Regions from separate parts of the Sus scrofa genome. Here region 2 is linked to region 1. Evidence: chromatin contacts called from public Hi-C data. All regions are on one chromosome and are shown on one strand. The core of a region is the stretch at or near the end of the contact, and the rest is flanking DNA. Distances in the headings are between cores, read along the strand shown. Region 1 holds the start of GPR108 (protein GPR108). Region 2 holds the start of SLC25A23 (solute carrier family 25 (mitochondrial carrier; phosphate carrier), member 23).

Region 1 (5,747 bases), core at 1,080-3,579:
CGGGGTTTCCAGGGGTCGGTGGAAGGGAAAGCGCAGAATCCCCGCTGGGGTACTGCAGGGGGCAAAGCGGGGGTCTGGACCCCAGGAAGGGAAGAACTTGGAGCAGGGAGGATCGGACTCACCCACAGTTCGGTGCCCCAATCCATGCTGCTCTCGCCTATGCCGACGCAACCGCCGCACCCGGTCCCCGCCGCCCGACGCCCGCCGCCCGCCGTCCGCCGTAAGCGGCCGGGAGACTCAGCCCAGGGCGGTGAGCCCGGCCCCGCCCCGCTAAGGCCACGCCCACTCCAGACTCCGTCACGCCCCCATAGACTCAGCCACGCCCCCGCACGGAGCCCCCGCATAGCCCACGGAAGGTGGGGGCTCACAAGGAGGCGGGGCCCGAAGGACGCCCCGCCCCCTCTTAAAGGACCGTCGCCACCCGACGCCACTGGACCGACCCCTTTAAAGGACCCCCACCCATTTTCCAAATCCCCTGGGACCCTCTTGTCCTCCCAACCCTTGCCCCCGCCCTAGTCTGTTTTTCCTTTCCTCTTTTCTTTCAACTATTCCTTAAAGGGCCAAGACACTAAAATCCCAACTCACGAGGTCCTTCCTCGACCCCGTCGCAGGGAGAACTTGAGGTCACCCGGCTCTTGCGGGCCGGCCCGGCTCCAGACGGCTATGCTTGTCCCACTAATGGCCTAGTCCCTCCGGCCGCAGAGCGGATGGGAGGATTTCGATCCTGCCTAGGATGTGCCTCGGCCAAGACCGGGTCCATTAGCGCCCCCACCGCATCCTGCCTCTCTCTCCAAAGTCTGCGCCGGGAAACTGAGGACGGGTTGTCCTTGGGGCGCTGGGCCCAAGCCTTTCCCCATCTGCTGTCCGGTTCGGTTCGTACTTGCACCTGCCCATTTTCCAGTCGCATGCATTAAGGCCCAATCAGGTTTAAAAGTCTCCAAATCCTAGGATTCCGACAATGTCTCCTTTCTCCCCTCCAACCCCCTTGCCCTGGGGCTTGGAAGTCCGTCGCCTCTCATAAAAGTCTGTTCACACCTTGTTAATTCCTTTGAGGCACTGGGATAAAAGGGGAGAAATCTCTGCAGCAACCTCTTTCATCCTCTCCTGCTTTAGGTGCTTTCTCTTTGGCTACAGAGGTGACAGCCGCCCTGCTGGGGCTGGGGGCCCCGAGCCCCCAGGGCAGGTTAGGCTCTGAGTCCGCAGGCTCCCTGTACACAGGTGGGAAGCCCAGGAGGATAGCTCCAGGAGCCCACACTGGGACAGATGGCTCTACGGGGACCTGGCCCCACCTGCTGGTGGCTTGTGAGTTAGAAAACCTGAAATTGTAAAGTGGACCTGTGTTCCAGAGGTTAAAGGATCAGGAACTCAGTCAGGACCTCGGCCTGGGATCTGGGACTCAGTTGCTCAGCCTGAGAGTAGGGTCTCAACCTCTAACTGAAATTGGGATTGATCTCAAGTCCTCATCACAGTTGGGATAGGGTCTGGGATCAGAGCCTTAGCAGAAGGGTCAGCCACCCAAATGAAGGCCTCAGATTCAGACTGAGGTCCAGGGATCAGTCCTTATCTGAAGTCAGGGGTTAGTCCTAATCTGAGGTCAGAGCTCAGTCCAGGTGGAAGCTCAACCAGGTATAGGTTGAGGGTAAAAACGGGTGGGGGAGTCAGGGTTTCAGGCTGAGGTCAGGGCTCAGCCTGAGACAAGACTAGCCTGGAACCTGGGGGTGAGCCTCCAGTTGCCTCACTCCAGGATAGAAGCGTCCACCTAAGGCTGGGAATTCAGCCTGGGATCATAGGTCACCCAAGGGTCAAGATTTAGCTTGGGGCTAGGTTTTGGCCTCTCCGTGGATCAGGAAGATTAGGAGAGAAGATAGGCTTCAGCAAATGCATGTGTTTACCAAAAGCCTGAACTTTGGCTGGGAGCCACATCCCTGGGGTACAAAGGGGAAGTCCGTCCTTAGGGATACTGGGAAATGTAGTTTATTGAAGGCTCCCAATGAGCCGTCTGCTACCCCTCCGTTTTGGGTAATGTAGTTCTGAACTGGTCAGTCAGTTAAGGGTGGATGGAGGAATTCCCCTTTGGGGGCCGGATATCAGATCCATCACAATTGGTTGGAGGGTCTGTTTATCAAATTACATCAGGGACAATCCTTCTAGTGATTGGTGAGAGTGGAGGCGGGATTAACTGACATCAGCATTCCCATTCGGAACCGGTGCTGTCCATTTGGTGTCGTAAAGGGGGCGGCCTCGAGAGGAGAAGATCGATGATTGGTTGAGCGGGCCGAAAATGCCAAAGAGTCGGCCCCCACCGTACGGCGATTGGTTCACCGGTAGGCGGGCCTGGAGGCGTCAGAGGCGGTATCAGGGGAGGCGGTGGCTCCAGAGATGGCAGTGAGCGAGAGGAGGGGGCTCGCCCGCGGGAGACCCGCGGAGTGGGGCCAGCGGCTCTTTCTGCTGCTGCTGTTAGGAGGCTGCTCTGGGCGCATCCACCGGCTGACGCTGACGGTGAGTCCTGCCGCGCAGCAGTCTTGAGTGGGGGACGCAGCTTTAGCCTGGAGAAGCCCCTGGCTTGGAGTGGTCTCGTCCTACCTCCCCCGCTCCTTACACGGGATGGAGCGGTCCGGCGCCCCCCGCGTCCAGGCCCGAAGTGGCCTCGTCCGAGGATCCCCCTCAATCCTCCCTTTGGAGTTGCCTGGCCGGCTGTGAGGGGGTCGTGCCCCGCCCACGGCTTGGGGCGGGGCTTCATCTCCGGGGACCCAGGACTCAGAGCCCTGTAAATTCTGGGGATCCATTTGGGGGCGCCAGGGGCCCTTAACACCGCCCAGGGAAGTCCCTGGGGGTTCTAGACTGGAGTCCTCTGAGTACTTATCGAGATCTTGGAGGCTCAGTTGAAATCTCTGCACTCTAGGGGCTCAGCTGGAATCAAAAAATTTTCTGGGAGGTGAGGGCCAGGCACTCCAAGATTCGTAACTCTGCTCTCCGGGTGGTACTCATCCAGTGGAGGGACTTCCAGGGGTCCCAGACTTTCTCTTCCTAGACTCTGAAAAGTGGCCAGAGGATCCGGGGCCACTCTGTCCCTTCCTGAGATTGGGGTCACAGCCTCCAGGGGTGGCCCTCTCAGCCTCTTCTGTCACCCTTTGGACCCGTCCTAAATCTAGGCATACCAGGAGGTGACCACAGCCCTTGGGGAAACCTCGTGCCACAACTCTGGGGCTGGGCTAGTGGGAAGTCTCAGCTGCTTCTGTCTCCTTCATCGCCGGCAGGGGGAGAAGCGAGCCGACATCCAGCTGAACAGCTTTGGCTTCTACACCAACGGCTCTCTGGAGGTAGACCTGAGCCTCCTGCGGCTGGGCCTCCAGGAGACAGAAGAGAAAGCTCCGCTGGTGAGGGGCTTTGAGGAGTGCGGTACTGGAGGAGGGAGAGGTGCAGAAGTTTCTGGGCTTCTCCCCCACAACCCCCCCCCCCCAGCTCTGGATTCCCATCCTAGCTATGCCTCTCACCCGTGTGATCTTGGGCAAGTCCCTTGGCCTCTCTTTCCTCATCTATAACATGGGAATAATAATATTTCCTGCAATATGTGCTAGGCACTGAGCCGGAGAGGGGTGGGGAGGGGAGCATGCCAGTGAACAAGACAGCCCAGTTCCTTGAATCAAATGAGTAGCTAAGAGTTCCTATTGTGGCTCAGCACGTTTCGAATCTAGCTAGTATCCACAAGGATTTGGGTTCGATCCCTGGCCTCACTCAGTGGGTTAAGGATCTGTCATTACTGCATGCTATGGTGTAGGTCACAGACACAGCTCGTCTCTGGCATGGCTGTGGCTGTGGTGTAGACCAGCAGCTGCAGCTCCAATTTGACCCCTATATGCTGTGGGTGCAGCCCTAAAATAAGAGAGAGAGAGTAGTTAGTGTTTATTGTACCCGCTGTGAACCAGGTACCATGCAGATCAATTTCCATGGGTTGGTTCCTACACAGCTGCCTCTCGGGGATGCTGTGAGAAGATTACACCTGCCAACTCAGTTTTACAGGTGTTTACACAGACCCAGAGGTATGTGGCTTGCTTAGAGTCCCAGAGCCTGGTTGTAAATCCCTGTGTGCTGGACTCCAGAGCCCAAGGCAGGATACCACAAACATTCTATTTAATTTATTTTTTACCTCAGCAATTTAAATAGTGGGACAGAGGGCGAGCTAGGTCCAGAGGGCCAGCGCAGGTCTCCCTGAGGAAGTGACATCCCGTTTGGGTGGCACAGATCGCCAGGAGTTAAGGGGAAAGGGTTGGGGGGTTGGGGGTGGGGGTGATAAATGGGAAAAGCCAGTAAGTGGATGAACTTAAGCTGTTCAGGAAATCCAAGGTTACATTTCTGTTGCCACTGCTAGAGGTGACTTGGAGGTCCCTGCTGGCCTCCCTCACATCGTGTCCCCTTTTCTTGCCACCCGCCAGGTGGGGTTCAGTCTGACCCGAGTTCGATCTGGCAGTGTTCGCTCCTACTCAGTGAGTGGAGGCGGGGAGGGAATGAAAAGGGGCAGGGGCGGTGGGAGGGGAGAGTTGTCTGTCCACATCTGGAACCCAGAGACCCCTGTTCTTTGCCAGAGGGGGAAGCAGGGAGATGGGGATGGGGGAGGGAGGCAGGGTAAAGCGGGCCCATTGGGAGGCGGTAACCAAGGCTCCCTGCTACCCACTGTCCAGAGCCAGCACTCCCACGACTGCCCTCTCCATAGAAACAGCAGCAACCTCCTGGTTCTCTTCCTCATCAACACCAAGGATCTGCAGTGAGTTGGGGGGCTGGTGGCTCCCCCACAAGTCCACCATTTGTATTTCCCTGGTCACGATACCCACATGAGCTGAGCAGGTGGACTGAGAGCCAGCCAGAAGGAACGGTGACTCCCTTGTGAAGAAAGCCACTCACTTTTTCATTTTGCCTTCAAGCCTTCTGATTAAGGGGGGGGGGTGCTGGGGGGACCCTGGGAGTATTGGGGCAGAAGACCTGCTGCAGAGGGGTGGCCTGAGAATGAGTACCAGTTGTTTATACCTGTGGACCAGGCAGCAGCATCCTTTGGGCTTGCCAGGTGTTCACTCATTGATTCCTTATCCTGTTATTATCCCGATTCTAAAGATGGAAAACCTGAGAGTTCCCACTGGGTCTGACTAGGATCCATGAGGATGCCAGTTCGATCCCTGGCCTCAATCAGTGGGTTAAGAATCTGGCGTTGCCATGAGCTGTGGTATAGGTTGAAGATGTGGCTTGGATCTGGCGTTGCTGTGGCTGTGGCGTAGGCCGGTGGCTACAGCTCCGATTAGACCCCTAGCCTGGGAACCTCCACATGCCGCGGGTGCGACCCTACAAAGGAAAAAAGCAAAAAAACTGAGGCCTGAAAATTGGGATTTGAACCCAGACAGCCTGGCACCAAGGTCCAAAGATACCCTGTTGCCTCTCTCTATGTATATACAGTGTCCTCTCTGAGAGAGTATACCTCAGTAGAATGAGTGAACAGTGTCACAAGAAGTGACAGTCCCCAGTGCAGGCAGCACAAGGCTGTGGCCGCTGTCTTGATGGGTGGTGGCCACATGCTGAAACTTGGTGACCACTGATGGAGCTTGGCAGTGACCCCCAGAGAGGAGACCTAGAGAGCCCAAGTCCCTTGGCACAGCTGGTGTACGTGACCCCAGCCTCTAGCCCCCACCTGACCTCATCCCCCAGGGTCCAGGTGCGGAAGTATGGAGAGCAGAAGAAGCTGTTCATCTCTCCTGGGCTCC
Region 2 (5,637 bases), core at 332-2,831, 210 kb after region 1:
TGTACCTGTGAGAAAACACTTGTTTAGGGCATCTTCGTGGGAAAATATCAGTATCCCCCGGATTGTAGGGCACCTTCCAAGAACCACCTGTGAATAAAAACATCTCTGAGGGGACTCTCTATAAAAGGCTTGTCTTGGACACACCTGTTTGAGCACACCTGTCTGGGCAGAAGCTTAGTGGAACCATATGTACCCTCACTGGCCATATATCTTGGGATAAAGAAGGGTGGTGATAAGACGACCCCCTTCTAGGGACTCTGGAGTGAAGAGTGATGGTTAAGGAAAAATTAATCCCTTCTAGGATACAGAGTATTGATGGGTAAAAATCTCAGGTCGGCTTAAAGCTCTGCCTTGCCCCTTACTGATCATGTGGACTGGGGCGACTGGCTTACCCTCCTGTTTCTTTATCTGTGTACTGGGAAAAACAGACCCACCTACTTTATAGGGATTTGACGAAGACGACTCGAGAAGTGAGTAAAAGGCCTGGCTTGTGCAACGCACTGAATCAGTGTTAGCTATTGTTGTAATTATTCGCCTTCAAAAGGTCTGGGCGCCCCTCCCCCTAATGGTGAATCGAGAAACTGCGCCCGAAACTAGTGGGAGGGACATTCGGCAGGTGCAGCGAGCGCGACAGACCGGTGCCCCGCCTCCATCGCTCGGCTATAAGGTCTTCATCCCCAGCTACTCCTAGGACTCTGAGATCTGCACCAGGAGAGTCGGGAGAAAGCAGACTGCTTGGTGTCCGGCCAAGGCCCCTTTAAGACTTTTGGGCGAGTCGGGGGCGGTGGGGCCCAAGGCAGCCCAGGGTCAGAGGGGAGGCCCCGCCTAGATGGGTGGGCAAGGCGGGACAGGCGGGCGCAGCTTCTGCGCTCTGGCCAATAGGAAACCGACTCCGCAGCCGCGCCGCGCGTTGATCTTCCGTTTCCCGGCCTGAGTGGGACCGAGAAAGGAGGCGCGCGGTCGAGATGAAAACACAGAGGGAGAGCAAGGCTTCGGCTTCTGTGGCCGGGTGGGGAATGTGAAATGAGCCGGCGGGCCGACGGAGGGCTAGATGGGGCAGAGTTGGTTCTTGAGTACGTCTAGGAAAAGCGAGAACGTTCGTTCCAGAAGAGGATTAGTAGAGGAGAGAGGTCAAGTGGAAAAGGATTACGTAACCCACTCCCTGACATCTCCCTACCTCGCCCCGTTGGGCAGAGGGTAAACTGAGGCATGCAGGAGCGGAACTCAGAAACCAGATCTGAAATCAATGATCTCTCTAGCCTCCCTTCCCAGAATGAACCCTGTTGCTCCCTAAACTGTGCTAACACCAGAGCATCCCTGACACCCGCCCCCCGCAACAGCTCCGCGCCCAGCCCCCTCCCCCAAATGCAGGTCGGGGGAGGAGACGCAAGTTCTGGCGCAGGCGGCGACAGCAAGCAGTCACCACCTCCTACAAGTGCGGGAGCCCGGCAGGCAGAGCTGAGGCTGAGGTAGCAGTGGCCGCGGAGCTGGCCCTGCGGGGTCCCGGGGGGGAGAGGGGGAGCCGTCAAGCCCCCGTTGAGGCCGCCGCTGCCGGGCCTCCCCTCCCCCCGGGCTGGCGCCATGCGGGGGGGCCCGGGCGATGCGGAGCGGCGTCAGCGCTGGGGTCGCCTCTTTGAGGAGCTGGACAGTAACAAGGATGGTCGCGTGGATGTCCACGAGTTGCGCCAGGGACTGGCCCGGCTGGGAGCGGGTGACCCGGACCGTGGCGCCCAACAGGTACCCCCTCTGGGACCCTCTCCTGGCTCGCCGCGCTGGGGCCCATTCCGAGCCGGGTAACCCGAGCCCCTGAATGGAGCGCCGGGAGCCGCCCTGGACCGCCTGTGGCTGGACTCCGGGACCTGTGACCAGCTTGGGTGTCTCGGTCCCTTCCCCCTGCCCGCCCGTATCCGGGCTTAACGGGCTCGCTCAAGACAGGGCCACTGAGGCCCCAGGCCTGCAGTTCCGCTGCCAAACTCGCCCGCCTCCTCCGTCGGAGTGGGGGATGACCTCCAGGGAATGGGACCACGTGTGCTTTCCTGCCCACTGCCCGGGACACACCCTCCTCTGAACTCTTTGCACAGCCCAAGACATGGCCTGCACCCCCCTCCAGTAGACACACTCTCCCCACCTTCCTTCCCTTCTCTGGGCACCCACTGTCCTCCTAGGCAGCAGCCCCAGCCTTTATGTTTACATTCCTTTCCTGGTCCTTTCCTGGTCCTGGCTGGATGCCCCAGGCTGTCCTAGTCAGGGACCCAATCCTCTCTGAGGTCGCCCCTCAGCTGGGGATACACATATCAAAGCAGGAACTCAACCCCCAGCGCATTCAGGTGTCCCCTCCACAACTGGAGCCCCGGATGCCACTGGACTGTCTCCAGAGATAGCATCTTGAGATCTCCATTCAACTTCCCACTTTACAGATGGGAAAAACAGAGGCCCTGTGGCTGCTCAGCTTGGCCGATGTGTCATTGTTCCACATTACCCAGAGCTCTCTCCAATGGGGAGCTCCTGGAACTGCTATGTGGATGCATTCTTATGAGACAGCTGGAAGGACAGGCTTTCAGAGATGAGAGCCCAAGTCCACCCACCCTCTTCCCAGCTCTGTAACCTTGAACAAGTTACTTGACCTTGGAGAGTCTCATTTTGCTCTCCAGGAAAACTGGACAATTACTGTCCACCTCATAGACCTACTGTGGCCTTGGGCATCTTGGGAGGGGGTGATTTCCCCACCCCAATCCTCTAGGTGCAGGGCTGGGGTGGGGGAGGCAAGGCAGCTGGGTTCCTGGGGCATAAGCTGGTCATGCACGTGCCCTCTAGATTGGGGAAGCAGCTTCCTGGAGCTCTTTCTGACCCTTCCCCCTCTGCCAGGGCATCTCCCCAGATGGAGGCCTTGACCTGGAGGAGTTTATCCTCTACCTGCAGGAGCGGGAACAGCGCCTGCTGCTTCTGTTCCATAGTCTGGACCGAAATCAGGATGGTAAGGCCCAGGGATGGGGCTGTGGGGGCCCCGGAGGAGCCAATGGGGTTAGAACTGGCAGCGCTGGGCGGAGGGGGGGAGGGCCGCTTCTTCCTGATGACTCACAGGCTATTTTGGGAGCTCTCCTCACCCCCAGCTAGGTAGTTCGGGGCCCAGCCGGCCTATCTCACCTCCTTTTCTTGCTGGGGTGGGACCTCTTTTATTTATTAGTCTTATTTTTTTGTGGGGGAGACAGAGATTCCCCCCCATATTGCTCCTGGATTCCCTATGAGATAGAGATATCCTATCACCGCTTCTGGGTGTCCAGTATTGCTTCTCAATCTCCTGCGGATTACCCCTGGATTCAGTCCTTCATTCATTCATCAAACAGAAGATCTCCCAGTGTCCAGTTTCACCTTTCTCATCCCAGTGGGTCAAGGACCCCCCCACACACAACCCTGCCACAAACCTCACCTTGGGTTCCTGGACCCCCTCGACTTATGAGACCGTCCCCATTCCAAGCTGTCCTGCTTCTCCATCTCAGGGTCCCCACTCACACCATTCCCCACCTTGGGTCCCCTCTCCAGGTCATATTGATGTCTCTGAGATCCAGCAGAGTTTCCGAGCTCTGGGCATTTCCATCTCACTGGAGCAGGCAGAAAAAATCCTGCACAGGTGAGTAGATGGGGGGTCCAGAATTCTAGGTCACTCAGACCCCTCGGTCACCATGAGCCTCTGGGCCCCAGACCCAATCCCAGGGTGGGTGGAGCTGGGATCTCGGGCCAGTTGCTCCCCGTCTCTGAGCCTTAGTTTCCCCCTCTATAAAATGGGGACCTCCCCAGGGCTGAGGAGTTGGTCTCCCCCCAGAACCAACTAGAACCTCACCTGGCTCACCCCTGGCTCCAGGCACTGATTCCATCCCACCCATACCCCTCCCCACCAGCATAGACCGTGATGGCACCATGACCATTGACTGGCAGGAATGGCGTGACCACTTCCTGTTGCATTCGCTGGAGAACGTAGAAGATGTGCTTTATTTCTGGAAGCATTCCACGGTGAGGTGGGGGCAGCTGTCCCAGCCTGGTGGTCGGGCCCTCTTCCCCTGGGGACTTGCCCTGGTCTCCCCAGGGCAATGGGGGGGAAAGGCTGGGTCAGGACGTTAGAAGGAGGAGCTACTGGGAGTGGCTGAGAGACAAGGCTCTGCACCCCTCTTCTGCCATCTGGGGCTTGGGGGACCCATTTGGGGAGGTTTCTTCTGGCTGATTTGAGCCCTTCAGACTTACTGCAGGACCTATAGGGGTGCAGGGAACAAAAGGCTCACCAGATGGGGCTGGCCTCCCACCCCCAACCCACATGGCTCCCCTTCTGCTGGTTTCTTTCTTTCTTTTTAATAGTTGATTTACAATGTTCTGTCAGTTTCTGCTGTACAGCAAAGTGATCCAGTCATACATGTATATACAAGCTTTTTCTTTTCTTATTTTTTTGTTTGTTTTTTTAGGGCCGCACCCGTGGCATATGGAGGTTCCCAGGCTAGGGATCTAATCAGAGCTGTTGCTGCTGGCCTGCACCACAGCCACAGCAGTGCCAGATCCGAGCTGCATCTGTGACCTACACCACAGCTCATGGCAACGCCGGATCCTTAACCCACTGAGTGAGGCCAGGGATCGAACCCACAACCTCATGGTTCCTAATCAGATTCATTTCCACTGTACCATGACAGGAACTCCCCAAGCTTTTTCTCATATTGTCTTCCATCATGTTCTATCACAAGTAATTGGATATAGTTTCCTGTGCTGTACAGCAAGACCTCATTGCTCATCCATTCTGAATGTAATAGTTTGCATCTACCAACCCCAAACTCCCTGTCCATCCCTCTCCCTCCCCCTTCCTTCTGCTGGTTTCTATCTCCCTTGGGAAGGGATTCTGATGCTGAAAATATAAGTTAGGAAGCCTCTGGAAGCTGGGGTGGGGTGGTAAGGAGAGCGCTGGACTGCCATTTCCTGGCTGGGACTCCCAGAGTGGTGCTTCTGGTGGGATCTGATAACATCTGAAAGGATTCCATCCAGGGGATCTGGTGAGAGCCTCTTGGGAGAGCCAGGGATTCCTACCCTGAAGGGGAGGCTTTGATGGGATTTGGATGGTGGTCCCTAGGAAGGGTGTTGTTATATTTTGTGGAAACTGGAGTTCTGGATCTGGTAGAGATCCAAGACAGATCTCTTGAAGTGAGATTCATTGAGGGACTCTATGGGTGTCCTGGGATTCATGGGGGAGACACCCCCCCCAGGGGCATGACACCCTCAGCTTCTGCATCCCCAGGTCCTGGACATTGGTGAGTGCCTGACAGTCCCAGATGAGTTCTCAGAGCAAGAGAAGCTGACTGGCATGTGGTGGAAGCAGCTGGTGGCAGGTGCAGTGGCAGGTGCCGTGTCCCGGACAGGCACCGCCCCTCTGGACCGCCTCAAGGTCTTCATGCAGGTGAGGGGCCCTGGAGAGTCCCATCCCTTCCCCCACTTCTGGGCCCAAAGAAGGGACCCCAAAGCCACCTCGTCTCCCCACCCAGGTCCATGCCTCTAAGACCAACCGGCTGAACATCCTGGGGGGCCTACGGAGCATGATCCAAGAGGGGGGCGTCCGCTCCCTGTGGCGTGGCAACGGGATTAACGTGCTCAAGATTGCACCTGAGT

The links. Hi-C and Micro-C count contacts between places; a contact is called where the count stands out from the background.
Region 2: a Hi-C map of liver shows a contact between it and region 1, with 2.7 times the contacts expected there. The contact joins the promoter of SLC25A23 here to the promoter of GPR108 in region 1. A contact is called at or near these places in 2 of 5 promoter capture datasets (fetal skeletal muscle and liver), 5 of 47 Hi-C or Micro-C datasets (embryonic fibroblasts, heart right ventricle, liver and 1 more) and 2 of 2 datasets of contacts at active chromatin or transcription factors (alveolar macrophages and skeletal muscle).

Annotation. Positions count from the first base shown.
Region 1 is chr2:72,415,892-72,421,638 of Sscrofa11.1, forward strand. GPR108 (protein GPR108) reads left to right here and starts at 2,330. Exons shown (of 18, transcript XM_021083982.1): 1 at 2,330-2,499; 2 at 3,258-3,377; 3 at 4,434-4,484; 4 at 4,680-4,762; 5 at 5,692-5,747. The coding sequence starts at 2,380. It overlaps TRIP10 (cdc42-interacting protein 4), which reads right to left and starts at 255. Exons shown (of 15, transcript XM_005654730.3): 1 at 123-255. The coding sequence starts at 146.
Region 2 is chr2:72,624,133-72,629,769 of Sscrofa11.1, forward strand. SLC25A23 (solute carrier family 25 (mitochondrial carrier; phosphate carrier), member 23) reads left to right here and starts at 1,582. Exons shown (of 10, transcript NM_001246246.1): 1 at 1,582-1,737; 2 at 2,866-2,974; 3 at 3,541-3,628; 4 at 3,897-4,008; 5 at 5,270-5,428; 6 at 5,514-5,637. The coding sequence starts at 1,582.